Regions from separate parts of the Mus musculus genome. Here region 1 is linked to region 2. Evidence: chromatin contacts called from public HiChIP or PLAC-seq data. All regions are on one chromosome and are shown on one strand. Each heading gives the region's core, a stretch centred on a gene start, on an enhancer-like site or on the middle of the called end of the contact. The rest is flanking DNA. Distances are from core to core; before and after follow the strand shown.

The links. HiChIP or PLAC-seq counts read pairs in DNA pulled down with a chosen protein or histone mark.
Region 1: an H3K27ac HiChIP or PLAC-seq map of microglia shows a contact between it and region 2, with 9 times the contacts expected there. The contact joins two enhancer-like sites. A contact is called at or near these places in 1 of 484 Hi-C or Micro-C datasets (Sertoli cells), 7 of 115 datasets of contacts at active chromatin or transcription factors (astrocytes, bone marrow-derived macrophages, embryonic forebrain and 3 more) and 1 of 9 other capture datasets (embryonic stem cells).

Annotation. Positions count from the first base shown.
Region 1 is chr13:112,342,956-112,349,633 of GRCm38.p6, reverse strand. Ankrd55 (ankyrin repeat domain 55) reads right to left here. Exons shown (of 11, transcript NM_029898.3): 6 at 772-900. Among named protein-coding and RNA genes, the nearest start is that of Gm41065, 9.5 kb to the left of the region's middle. Within about 2 kb of position 3,878, at least 72 of the 459 cell types and tissues checked have an H3K27ac peak or open chromatin away from gene starts, as enhancers often do. A contact at or near this core is called in Sertoli cells, bone marrow-derived macrophages and microglia, where this site is marked.
Region 2 is chr13:111,792,199-111,798,583 of GRCm38.p6, reverse strand. The region is part of intron 1 of Map3k1 (mitogen-activated protein kinase kinase kinase 1); the gene reads left to right. Among named protein-coding and RNA genes, the nearest start is that of Map3k1, 14 kb to the left of the region's middle. Within about 2 kb of position 1,958, at least 305 of the 459 cell types and tissues checked have an H3K27ac peak or open chromatin away from gene starts, as enhancers often do. A contact at or near this core is called in Sertoli cells, bone marrow-derived macrophages and microglia, where this site is marked.

The sequences.
Region 1 (6,678 bases), core at 2,629-5,128, 550 kb before region 2:
GTGAGTCCTGAAACTCGCAGGTGCTACCCTGCCACCATGAAAACACCAAGTGAAACTATAGCTGGGTAGCAGAGATGACTTACAAGGCCACCCTGACTGGCCAATGGCAGGGAAGAGCAGGGGTTGGGAAGCCAAGGTTGCTGAAGGAAGCACCCGAAAGCTCTCCTTGAGCGTTTGAATAGGTCTAACTGCTCAGCAGGATAGACTTCAGAACTATTAGCTGTCTTTACTCTCTTGTCTCGTCTGTTTGACTTTCTTTGGACTGTAGAGTCCGCAGGCCCAGGTTGCTATTTGTGGCCATGTGGACTGGGGTGGCTCAACTCCCGTGACAGTGATGCAGGAGTGTGACTCATTGTCTTCTGCTGTTCAGTACAAAAGTCAGGGTCATCTGCAGTGGCTTGGCTGTATAGGGGTGGGATGGAAGAAAGTCGGTGATCTCTGGTCCAAAGACTGAAGGAATTTGCCTGGCAATTCTCTGAGGGTTTCTGGAAGTCAATCGTAAGCATTGAATGTAGGGGACAACATTGCAGGTTTGTGAGTGTGTGTGTGTGTGCGCGCGCGCACGTGTGTGACTTGCTGTTGTCTTTCTGCATGTAGGAGGAGGGAAAAGGAGTAGAGACAGTCCTCCTTGATCTATCATATTAATTTCAGATAAATACCAGGACGACCATGTGGGATAGTTCCCACTTTTGTGGATGACCCGTGCAGAAATTAGTTAACATGGCTTTACATCATTTAAAGCCGAGACAAGCTCACAGCCTGCTTTCTTACCTGGACTGCCCAGTGGAGGGCTGTTTTAAAATCCTTGTCCACAAGGGTGGGGTCTGCCCCCTTCTTCAACAGCATTTGGGTGTGTTGAGGCCGGTTGTGGAAAGCTGCCCAATGGAGTGGCGTCATCCCCTGAAATATAATGATCAGAGGGGACAGAGATGAACAGGGTTCCCAAGAGGAAACAAGATACATTCTTCGGAGAACACACCCACTGCTGTTAGTTTGTTACCATTCATTCATTAAATGGTTTGGTCAAGGGATAATTGATGATTAACCTTCTGCCAAGTTAATAGGTGCTGAGGATAGGAAAGTGAGTATAAGAATCAAGATGCCTGCCCTCATGGGGTTGAGCTGTGGGAAAATAAAGGAAGACAGACAATACATACACATGAAGGAGTCAGGGGATTTCCCTGATTGGCAGTGGTCACACAGAGTATAACCAAGGGAGCAAGGTCTATTCTAAAACAGGCTTTCATGAGACAGATTGAAGGAAGAGGCACAGCAGCACCAAGCCATGTAGCTGAGAATATGCACAAAGACAGCAATAATGGAAGAACACAAGCCCCGCCATGTCCTGCACACTGTGTGACTGCTGAGGTCCCAGTGCCTAGAACAGAGACTGTATGCATAGCTGTGGGATGAATGAATGAATGAATGAATGAATGAGTGAATGAACTAGAGAAGAGGAGAGATGAAATCCCAGAAGGCCAGTGGGAATGCTAGTCCTGCATAAACCATTGGGATTTTATTTCACATTAGCGGAAACACAGTGGTGGTTTCAAGTGGATGTTGGAATGATCTGATTTACATTGTTGGGAGGGACTTCTTGGAGAACGGGGCTAGCTGAGTCTGTCTGCTGCAGCTCAGCCTCTGAGAAACGAAGGTCATACAGATAAGGGATGGCCTGCGGCAGGTGATTTTATGCTGGGCAAGGGTGCCTGCCCTCAAGAAACAGTGGTATTTGGGAGTACGAAGGGAGGGATGGTTTCTCCCTGATCACACCTCTCACCTGCATGAAAACATTCAAAGTGAACTGAGTTTAGGATTTCCGAGGAAAGGCCAAGGCACAGAAAAGCTATGGAATTTCTCTTTTATTGCTATTCCTGCAGACAGCGTGAAGACAGGCAATAGGCCTGCCCTGCCTATCAGATGAGCTGAGTACAGGTGACAATCCTTGATCTGGTCACCCCAGAATATTTATTGATCCAGAAACTCATCAGAGTTCTTACAGCTATTATCTTACTCTATCTCCCAAACCACCTTCTGGTGTAAAGGCTACGGGGAATCTCTCCCCATGTTCCTAGGATATTTCCTGTTCTCCCAGGCCATACAATCAGACCACGTTCTAAGTGTTCTACACCTGGGTCAATCATGGAACTGAGTTGTAACCATTGGAAAATGGACAGAGGGCACAAAGACTCCCTTGAAGCCTGGTCCCCTTCTCATCTCACTGAGTGTGGAGGATGACAGGGCTGTTCCCCACAAGGGCAAAGCCCGAGACCCTAACTGAAGAGAGATTGTCAGAGAGCAGATACACCTCACCAATCAGCATCACCATGATGGGAACCAAAGTGTATTTTCTTGTGCCAAGATATCGATATTTTGTGTCACCAGAGCAGTTAGCAAACCCCGATCTCTGCCATTGACCTCTAGAAGAAGAAATAGCCCCAGTGAAGTGCTCACCTTGAGTGAGGCCAGGCTCTGAGGATGGTGGAGCACTGAGCTTAGGATGCTAAATCACCTCAGCCAGTTTCATATTTTAAATCTGTAATTTATGGTGCGTTTGCAGGTTTCAAGTTACAGCTGTCCTCTAGCACTGAGCCTCTAGAGCCGGTCTTGGGGCTGTTTAGCAAATTGATTCCATATGGAAAGGAATATTTACCCAAAGACGTTGGGGCTTGCCTATTTGACACAACTGCTGCATTTTCTCTTGGAATGTAGAGTTACTCCATGAGTTTCTGTGGGGCAGTGAGCTGTGCACAGAGAGCCTGGTCCCCAGTTGAGCATAAGCCTTGAACCCCCGGTGACCCTAAGGAACCGCAGGTGTTCGGCCACACCTCCTGGGGCCCTGGCTCCGGTCACAGCTACAGCCTCCCACAGCTGCCCCCATCCCTACCCCCTGCTCCCAGCAGAGAAGTGTGTGGCCATCAGTCATATAGGCAATGCCCCAAGTTCCTAGTATTCTGTCCAAACTCCACCCCCACAGTTACCTGGCAACAGACAGGTAGACTGGGCCCACTATAAAAGGGGCTATTTGCCCCTCCTCTTTCTCTTATTCTCTTTCTCTTATTCTTGTTCCCTTGCTCTCCCTTTCTCCTCCTTTCCTTACTCCCTCTCTCCACGCGACGGCCATGGCTGACCTCTACTTCTCTTCTCTCTCTCTTTTTCTCCCTCCCTCCTCCCCTCTCTCTCTCCCTGCTTTTTTACAACAAATGCCTTAAAACCATGGACTGCCTCTGCTCATTGGGATCGGCCACGCTGGAGCAATGGAGCAGGTCTTTCCCTAACGAGCGCTAACCTCTGTCCAGGAGGCCTCTCTGCGCTCCAGCCAACATCCAAGCCATTTGCAGAACAAGCTGCCAGGCAAGACAAGGAGTCTCATCCCTGCGGTAACCAGCCGGAGCTCTCTCCTCCCTGCCCTTCTACCTTCAGCCCGGGCCAGAGTCCATCCTCGGGCCCTACTCTGTTCTCAGCTCTTCCATGACGTCCAGTGGCATCTGAGATGTCCAAGGCTGAGAACCTGACATCTCTGGCCTCTGTGCCAGAACTGGCTCTTCTGAGGCACACAGCAGGGAACCTCAGACTGTGCGTTTCCCACCCCTGGAGTGGGGTTCTATGGCTTCTCACAGCCAGATGCCCACCTGGTGGTGCGGTGGGGGTGCATGCAGTCAAACTCCCCACTTGGGGACCCCATTTTTGACCCACATATGCACATACATGCACAAAAGCATGAATCTGTACACACACACACACACACACACACACACACACACACACACACACACCGGAAAGGAAATGTGTAATAGATAGCAAGGACTATATAGAATTATGATTTAAGCACATGGGAATTCACTGTGAAAATGTGGTTGTAAATTAAACTGCAGTTATGCAAGGCTAGCAACTGTGTCCCACTTGGACTTGCTACATTGTAAACGTTTTTCTTTTAAAACAATAAAACATCCAAGGGTAACTCCTACATTTTTTGATAAAGGAGTAAGGCAGTAAGAATGTTACTTTGTTTTAAAAGCATTTATTAGTTTATTTTGTATGTGTGTTTGTGCCAGAGCACATGTTGAAGTCAGAGGACAGCTTGTAGCTTTGGGTTCTCGCTTTCTCCGGATAGAACTCAGGCTGCCTGGCTTGCTGGCAAGCACCTTTTCCTGCTTAGCTATCTGGTCAACCCAAATGTTACCTCTGGACACCTATTTGGCACCAAGAAGCCTGTACGTGTTATCTCAATGTATTCTGACAGTGACCCCCAAGGACAGGAGTTTTAGAATCCTTTTTAAAGTGAGGAAGCCGAAGTAGACAGGTTAAGCAATTTGCCTGTGACACTGGCTGTGACACTTGGTAAGGCTGGAATTCTAATCTGTATGCCCATGGTTCTGAAGAAAATGATCTTCATTATATTGGTAGATTTCTATGCTTGGAAGGGAACTCAGTTGCTGGGAAATTGTGGTGGGTGGGTGGGTGGGTGGTGGTGTGTGTGTGTGCGTGTGTTTGTGTGTGTGTGTGCACGCGTGTTCGTGTGTGTGTGTGTGTGTGCGCACGCGCATTATCTTAGCTGACTCACTTTATGCAATGGTGGTTCTCACTAGGGAACAGGTTTGTCTCTAGGCTTCTAACAGTATAGCTAGCGACACTTTAGAAATGACTCCTTTGTTGTTTTTGAGACAGGGTTTCTCTGTGTAGCGCTGGCTCTACTAGAACTCACTCCATAGACCAGGCTGACCTCCAACCTGCCTCTGTCTCCCAAATGCTGGGATTAAGGGTGTTTGCCCCTATTGCCTGGCTAAGTTTAATATTTTAAATGTATTTTTTACCCTGCTTTCGTTGGTTAGAAAAGCAGTTAGGCATTGCCAAACCTGCATGTCCAGCAGAGTTCACTCTGAAGGAATAGTAACTAGCCTCTTCCCGTTTCCCCTTTTAAACTGAGTGTTGGGGTTAAAGGCGTTACAATTAGCCATGGCTAGAAATAACTCTTTTTTTTTTTTTTTTTTGCCACCAACTATGACTTGCCTTAACTTCCCTGAATGCTGTTACATTGTAAACATTTGTAAACTTTCAGTAAAGAGAAATTTCCTGTTGCTACTCCCCCCCTCCCCCAAGCTGAGCTAATGAGAAATAAAAATAACCCCCCTTGTGGCATTCTAAGCTTTCAAACGGGGAAGCAGGGTAAGTCACTGCTAGGCAGTCACAGGAACTGTGCAAGCCATCCCTAGGAACATTGCTTTCTCCTTGCGTCAGTTTCCATGGAGCCTGCGGGCAGTCAAGGCTGTGCTGGTGAAGGCTTTGGGGTCCATATCCAGGCAGGCTTCATTCAGGCTTGGGAAGCTGGTCTGTGCTAAGCCGCGGTAGACATCACAATGGAAATGTGAAACACGTAAATGTGGAAGCTGTGCATGGCACCAGGCTCATAGCAGGCATTCAAGATGTTTTCTAGACTTAGTGAGTTCCAGTTTATTAAGGATCTCTGGGACACAGGAAGTATGGAACCCGTTGGATGTGAGATGGCTACCTTCATCTGCTTTTCCCACTGTCTGTGTTCTTGGCTCCCTGGAGGGTTTAGTTGGACCACGGAAACATTCCAGAGGTGAAAGCTGAAGAATCAGAAACATGGTGCACAGAAGTCCCCAGATGGCCTTGGTGACATGGAATTCCATTTTTATGAAAAATAAACATCAGTTCAAAGACCGGAAGAATAATTCACACTAACTTAGGAATATAAGAACACATGTTCTTTGACAGGGTATGTCTTGAGGTCACCCTAGAGCTCAGTGCCGGTTGTAGCTGGTGGTGCACAGGATGGCCGTTGTGAAATGCCGATGAGTAACTCTATGTCCTGAGCCAGAACATTCCATTTCAACGTCTGCTTAGCTGACAGGTACTGAAAGAATCTCAGAGCTCCCTCTCTGACAACCACTGCTAACTTTTTTTTTCTGAACCAGAAATCTGACTCATGTGAAGCAATTTTACTATCACCTCTCCTTAACACTGAAGGACACAGAGAGTAATGATGATGTGAGCACACAAAGTGTCTGGCTTGTCCTAGGTGTTGCAGAGGACAGGACAATAGCAGGGAGCTGAGAGATAAGCAAAACATCTCCACACCTCGAAGGATCTAGAACTGCATGGAAACTCAGCCTCTCCCTCCTTGGTATTTAAAAACTGAATGGAAAAAAAAAAAAAAAAAGACATGACTGTTTCCTAGACATGAACTGAGAAGTTTTACTGTATATGAATTGGGCCATGAGAGAATAGGGGGTGAGGAGAGAGAGAGAGAGCAAGAGAAGAGAGAGGGTGGGTAAGAGGCAGGAGCATGCCAGGAGACCAACCAACAGGCCAGGAGGCCGGGTTTCCAAAATGGTTGTTGTTATATAGGAAAGAGAAGCTGGGGACAGGGAAGGGGAAACCCCGCCCCTGGTAGGCAGAGCTTTAGGGTAGGGGGCGGGGTGAGAGATGCTGGGAGGAGCCACAGGTACAGCGTGAGAGCTAACCAGCACCTACTTTGATATATCAACAGGCACCTCAGCCTTTTGTCCCTGGTTTCTTTGAGGTCAAACAAAAATTCACATAATATTAACTCCCCAGTCACATGTGGGCATTCCCCACAAAGTTATAGAGCATCCCTCAGGGGGGGAAAAGGTTAGAAATGTATGTTGTTCTCTATTTTATTTCACTTCTACT
Region 2 (6,385 bases), core at 709-3,208:
AGCGTCTTCGTCTTCTCTTTGTCGCTCGCTGAGTGTGTGCTCGCTGAGTGTGTGCTCGCTGAGTGTGTGCTCATGCCTTTCAGCGCAGCAGCACCAACAGACAGAGCGGTGTCTGAAGCACACGCTGTAAAATGAATCAAGTGTTCTAACTCACCGGTGTTAACGTTTCAGACGTGCGCTGGCAGGGGAAAATGTTGGTACCAAGCCGAGACTGCCCTTGAGACTAATCCAAGGCCATCACGGGTCAGACCAAGAGGTTCAAATGCTTCAAGCAGAGAGCCTGGCTGGGCATGAGCACGTCTGTGGCAGGCTTGTGTCAGCTGCCAGGCCCCCACAGCCCCTCTCCATGAGCCTGGGGCAGCGGTCTTAGAGGAACAGAAGGAAGGGCAGTGTAGTGAGTGTGATAGCATGAGTGACCCGTGTGAGTCACCACTCTTGAGTACGGGACACCATCCCTTCAGTAACCTTGAGTGTCAGCTGTCCTATAGTGTGTCCCTGAGAGTGTGCTGCGAATATCTGCCTGGCTCGGGGACATGCCACTAAGCCCTGAAGCATTCTTAAGAGTGGGACACTCACAAGAGGCTCTCAAGAGAATCCATTGGCTAAGAGGGTGGAAAGTACAGAGGCCCAGAAGTCAATGTCAGCGTGATTAGAAATCTGTCCTGGGTAGCTCAGGCAGCCCCACCTGAATGGAGAGAGGGTGCAGATGAGGCTCAGACACCTAGGATAAGGTCCCTGGCTCTGGCCAGCTGGAGAGCTAGACAGAGATCTCCACCTGGGTTTTGTTCCACGGACCGATCCTTAGGTCTCAGTGCTTAGAACTAAATAAAAAGCCTTTGTAGCTGGACGGGTAACCACGCTGCACCAGGAAGTGGGTCAGCAGGCTCAAAGGAGGAGTTTCTGAGCTGGGAGCCAGACCTGCCAGCCACCTATTGCCATCAGGCCCCTGGGAATGAATACCACTCTGGAGTCTCCGCTTCATATCTCTGAGCTCCAAAATGGAGTGGGTGATCGTGAGACAAGATCCCTTTTAAACGTCTCTCATTAACTTTGATGCCAGCCACTGCCCATAACTGCAAAGGCTTGTACTTAGCCGCTCTTGTTTTTAGCAAAGGCCATCTGTGCACATAGTGATCATCTTGTTAGAAATTCATTTCTCCTTACTATTTTGTAAGTTTTTTTTCCACGGGGCGGGGGGGGGGAATGGAAAAGTGTAGCTTTTCGATTCTGCAATGTGGGGTGAAATAGCTGTTAGTCTGGTGGCAGGCTGAGGTCCTGGAAACCCCTGCTCTGTGCTGCTCACGTGCAACAGACCCAGGAAGGAGTGGCAGGGAGCCCCTGAGGCCACTCTGAGCCACAGCTTTCAGACTCAGACTGTCCCCGCCCAGCTCAGGCAAGACTCCTCCTCCTCTGAGAGTCCTGACCCACTTCCTGGTGCGCTGCAGGCACTGTAGCTGACCAGCGCTCTCAGCTCTGTGAAGTTTAGTGTTTGTTTTCCTGACCCCAGGTCGTCCTTCAAATTCTTGTTCCTTTCTGAAATTTAATTTTGAAAGTTATTTTTTGTGGCTAAATTTATTGAAAGTTTGTTTGTTTGTTTGTTTTTTAATAAACTCTTGCGGTTTCAAACTGTTTATCACCCGTGAAGAGAAGCTTAAAGTACTATAAAGAGAAGCAGTGGAAGGTAACACATGGCCACATACACCTGTAATCTCAGTGCTCAGGAGGCTGAAGGGGAGAGAGTGTTCCAGGCTAGCCTGAGGGACATAGTGAGAGATCCTGTGTACACACACACACACACACACACACACACACAGAGACATTGAGGCTGCTCATAACCCACTGCTGAGCAGTGGGACCTTAGCAGGAATTGCTGTTTGTCTCAGATTGGTGGTGAAGAACACTTGAGACTTCCTGCTTCTGCAAGCCCGCCCCTCAGTGTTGCAATGTTGCCATCAGATATAGAGATAGGTGGCTGGGGCCTCACTGTACGTTCCCAGCACGTGATTTCCAGACCAGGCTGGGTGAAGGGCAGAACATTTGTTACAGATTGATTCCCGAGGCACCATTCTGAACCTTTGTGTCAGACTGTGATGACTGGCTGTAGGTTCTGTCGCTAGGGGATGAGGCAGCTGGACTGTCAATCTGCACAGCGCACACTTGGGCCTCTCCTGCAGTCTCCAAAGTGGAGAGTGAGCCACTCCTCCTCCATCCCGAGAGGGTTTGCTAGGAGACCTCTGACAACAGCGCCAAAGACCTGGGAAGAGAACCTCCCCTCGTGGGCATAGGCCCAAAAGATTTGGCGTCGGAGAGAAAAGGCTAAGCTGAAGAACTTGTTACTTTCTATTCTACCTCCTTCCTGGGCCAAGTTTTGTTGATACAAAGTCATTAGCATCTGAAGTCAGCTTCTCTCTGAATCCAGCAACTTGGTAAGAAATGCATCTGGCATTTTATTGTACAGTATAATACTGTATACATGTTGATGGGTCCCCCTGTCCCCCCAAAAATGCTAGATGTCCCAGATCTTAATCCATGCAAGTGAGTTAGCAGAAACCTCGTATCCAGGGCTGGGGATGTAGTTCAGTTGGTACTGTTCTAGTCTTCCTGAAGCTCTGGTTCCATCCCTAGCACCACACCTGGACACCTAGGGGCCTAGCCTGCACCCTGGCTGTTCAGGAGGTGGAGGCCTAAGGACCAGAAGTTCAAGGCCACCCTGAGGTGCCTGAAACCCTCTAGAGATCCTTTTACAGGGGTCAACTAATACCATCTGTATATCAGATATTTACAGTTCATAACAGTAGCAAGATTACAGGTGTGAAGTAACAGCAAAATACAAGTTTATGGCTGGGGTCCCACAACCTGAGGAGCTGTGTTACAGGCCTGCAGCACCCCTGCCCGGCTGGTTGGTTCTGTCTTTTAATGCTTGTGATTACCTACCTTAAACTCTCTGTCCTTGTTCATTGGGTTCCCTCTGCCCCAGCTATTTCTTTTTGTGTGTATTTAGAGCACATGAGTTAATTTTATAATAATCAGAAATGTTTTAAATCACAAAACTAGCCCAAAGCCAGAAAATTTTGCACTGTTGGCTGCTGATTTTTTTTCTGATTTTGATGCTAATGTAATGCTAATCTTCTGTTTGTTTGCTGTTTGGTTTTTTTGTTTGTTTAAGTGTATTAATAAGAAGCATCGATGCTCAGATTTGCATGATTTTTAAAGGGTCTCAGCTTAGGAATCTGCTTTAAATATTGATTCATTCTTTCACCAATACTTAGGTAGTCATTAAGTCCAAATCTTTTTATACATATAAAATGCTCTTTCTTTAAATAATTAAAATTGTTTCAGAAATCTCATCACTTGCCACTCTTAATTTGTGCCTTCTTGAGTCTCGCCTTCTTGTCTCTTCTTGAGTTTCTTTGATTCACTGTGAACTGAGTTCAGAGAATGCGATCACTGCAGAGGCTGGCCTCTCTCACAGGCTTCTGTCACCTGGGATCTCTACCTGGACCTGAGGGATAGGCCTTCTAGCCCTGTGGCTTTCATTGGCTCCAAACACACAGGACTATTTTGGAGGTTTTCTCTCTCTCTTTTTTTTTTTCGTTTTTGTTTTTGTTTTTGTTTTTCGAGACAGGATTTCTCTGTATAGCCCTGGCTGTCCTGGAACTCACCCTGTAGAGCAGGCTGGCCTCGAACTCAGAAATCCGCCTGCCTCTGCCTCCCAAGTGCTGGGATCAAAATAGGGAAAGTGAGGTTGCGTGGTACCTGCGTAGCCCAGGCTGAAGCACATGCCCGGGGGTTCAGATCCCTCACAACGGTCCCCATAAACAAGCCATGCTCAGGAGGGCATTGAGCAGCCGCAGCCCTGGGTGTGGAAGCAGCCATAGGCACTCCTTTCAGGCTGGAGCAGGAGAGAGAGCTGGGAGATGGAGAGCAGTCCCCAGAGCCAGTGAACTTCAACTCGGAACCCTCTTTCCAGGGAATTAGACCTTGAGAGAAGAGAGGAAGAACTCTCCCCAGAAGCCCTTGGGCCTCCAAATCTGTTTTCTGCTTGTGACAAAAAGATCAGACCCAGTCTCAAGTGAGGTAGAAGGTGAGGACCAACCCAGGAGGCCCCCGAGCTTCCGAATGTGCACAGGCCACAGATGTTCCCACACCTACACGTGGGCGACTCGCTCAGACCTGTAAAAACTAAACACAGTTTTAGATTTAAATGTGTCTACTGTGATGTGCAAGAAACTAGACTCCAAATGTGGTTAAATTTCCTTATTACACACTCAAGGTTTTGTGGAATTGTTTTGGTTTTTTTTTTGGTTGGTTTGTTGGTTGGTTGGTTTTGGGGTTTTTCGCCAGCAGAATGAGAGATGTGTGGGTGTATGCAGTCATTAAAGGTAATTGTTAGCACCTGTGGAGCGCTTTACCTTGCTCTGAGAGCTTGTCCAAACTCTGACTCTCATGCGGCTCACTCTGGTGTCACAGATGGGAATAATTCAGGAGGCTGGGTGGGAAAGGAAAGAGCGGTAGCTCCGAGCCTGAACCGTCCCTCTGCCCATAACCCAGTGACCTGTGCGCGCGCGCGCACACACACACACACACACACATACACACACACACATACACACACACAGAGAGACACACATACACACACATACACACACACACACACACATACATACACACACACACACATACATACACACACACACATACATACACACACAGAGAGACACACACACACACACGCATACACACACACATACACACACACACACACACATACATACACACACACACATACACACACACACACACACACACACACACACACACACACACAAGGAGCGTCCTGCTCCCTCAGGCGTTTGGAAAGTCACTTAATGAACTAGCCCCAGCATAGCTTAGGCTACCCCAAGAGAGCTAGTTTTCTCTTCCAGCAGTTTTCATTTTAAATTCATTTCAGACCAGTATTTCCCCTTTTGGTATGTTTGAGTTGTTGGTCAAGCCTCTTAACTTGTTGACCTGAAGATAATATCTAAGACCAGCAGCCCGTGTAAAGTTCTGCCTAAATAGAGCTCAGGTCATTTATTCTCTTATTGATACTTGTTCCACTACTGAAGTAAGTTTATGCCTGCGCCTGCCTGTCTGCCGAGTGTTCAGGGGGCATCTTTGATCATTAAAAGCCCTTAGTGTCTCTGAACTCAGTCCTCTGCCATCCCTGCAAAGGAGATGATCTTTGAGTTTCTAACTATGGAGAGGGTACCCAGACAAGACCAAGTCTTAAGGGAAGGTGCACGTTTTCAGCCTGTGTTCCTCGTGTTGCGTTGTCTTATTTCCTTCGGTGCGGATCATGTGTTTGTCACACCCTAAATTTTATACATTGGCTGCCTTAACTCAGTGCGTGACTGGCATGGTTGGCTATGTGGATGCCACCGTGCCAGAGACTCAGACATTCCCCACGTCCAAGCTGGAGCTCTGGAGGTCCACCCGGTGCGATGCCTGGCTCTCCGGCTGCTTCTTGATCGCCCAGAGCTAGTCTCACATTGAACTCTTGGAGAAAGCCGAGGCATGTGGTCCCCTCGGGGATGACAGTCTCCTGCCTGTGCTGCATACGATACTCCTTGGAGAAAAAGAACTTGTGTAAAGTTGATCTCACGTCCCGCTACACTCATAGTAATTTGCCTTCAGGACTGTTTCCTCTGATGTCACTTTCCTAAGAACGTGACTGACAGACATGCTGCCGGGTGGAGAGATGAATGGATGGTCCCTAATGACAAATGGGATTCCTTGATAGGTAGACCAGACTCAGGTCAGCATCTCTGAAAGGGCAGCAGGGAACCCATCTGGCTGCTTCCTAAAAGCCAGTACCTCCTGGACGAGAGCCGAGGGGACCTGGGACGTTGCCAAGTGAGGGACACAGGAGAGGCCGAGAAGAGGACTTTCCCAGAGAGCAGATGGTTGGTAGCAAATGAGGGTCACAGGGGATGACAGGGACTGTCCCCAAGACAGGGCAGCTTATGGAGTGATGGAGTGGTAACTGCTGGACTTCAGTGTGGGACAGAAGGCAGGTGAGCACAGGCTAGCTCTAGGCAAGCCTGAGGAGGAGGGAGGCTGCAGAGAGATGAAGCCAGATGGCTTGCAAAGGCTACGCATCTGGGGGCTGGTAGGTTGGCTTATGTCTTAAGACGGATTTTCACAGGTTTTTGAAGTAGAGTTTTGTTTGTTAAGTAGTGGGCGTGCTTTTCTGACACATTTCTCCTGGAGGAAGTTTAGGCGGGGCTTGATTGGGAGTTAGTAGGAAGCCGTTTATGGTGAAATGTTTGCCATAATAAAGACATGAAGTATGTGCATAGGAGTTTTTCTGTCTCGGTTCGAGGTGTAACACGACACAGGCTCA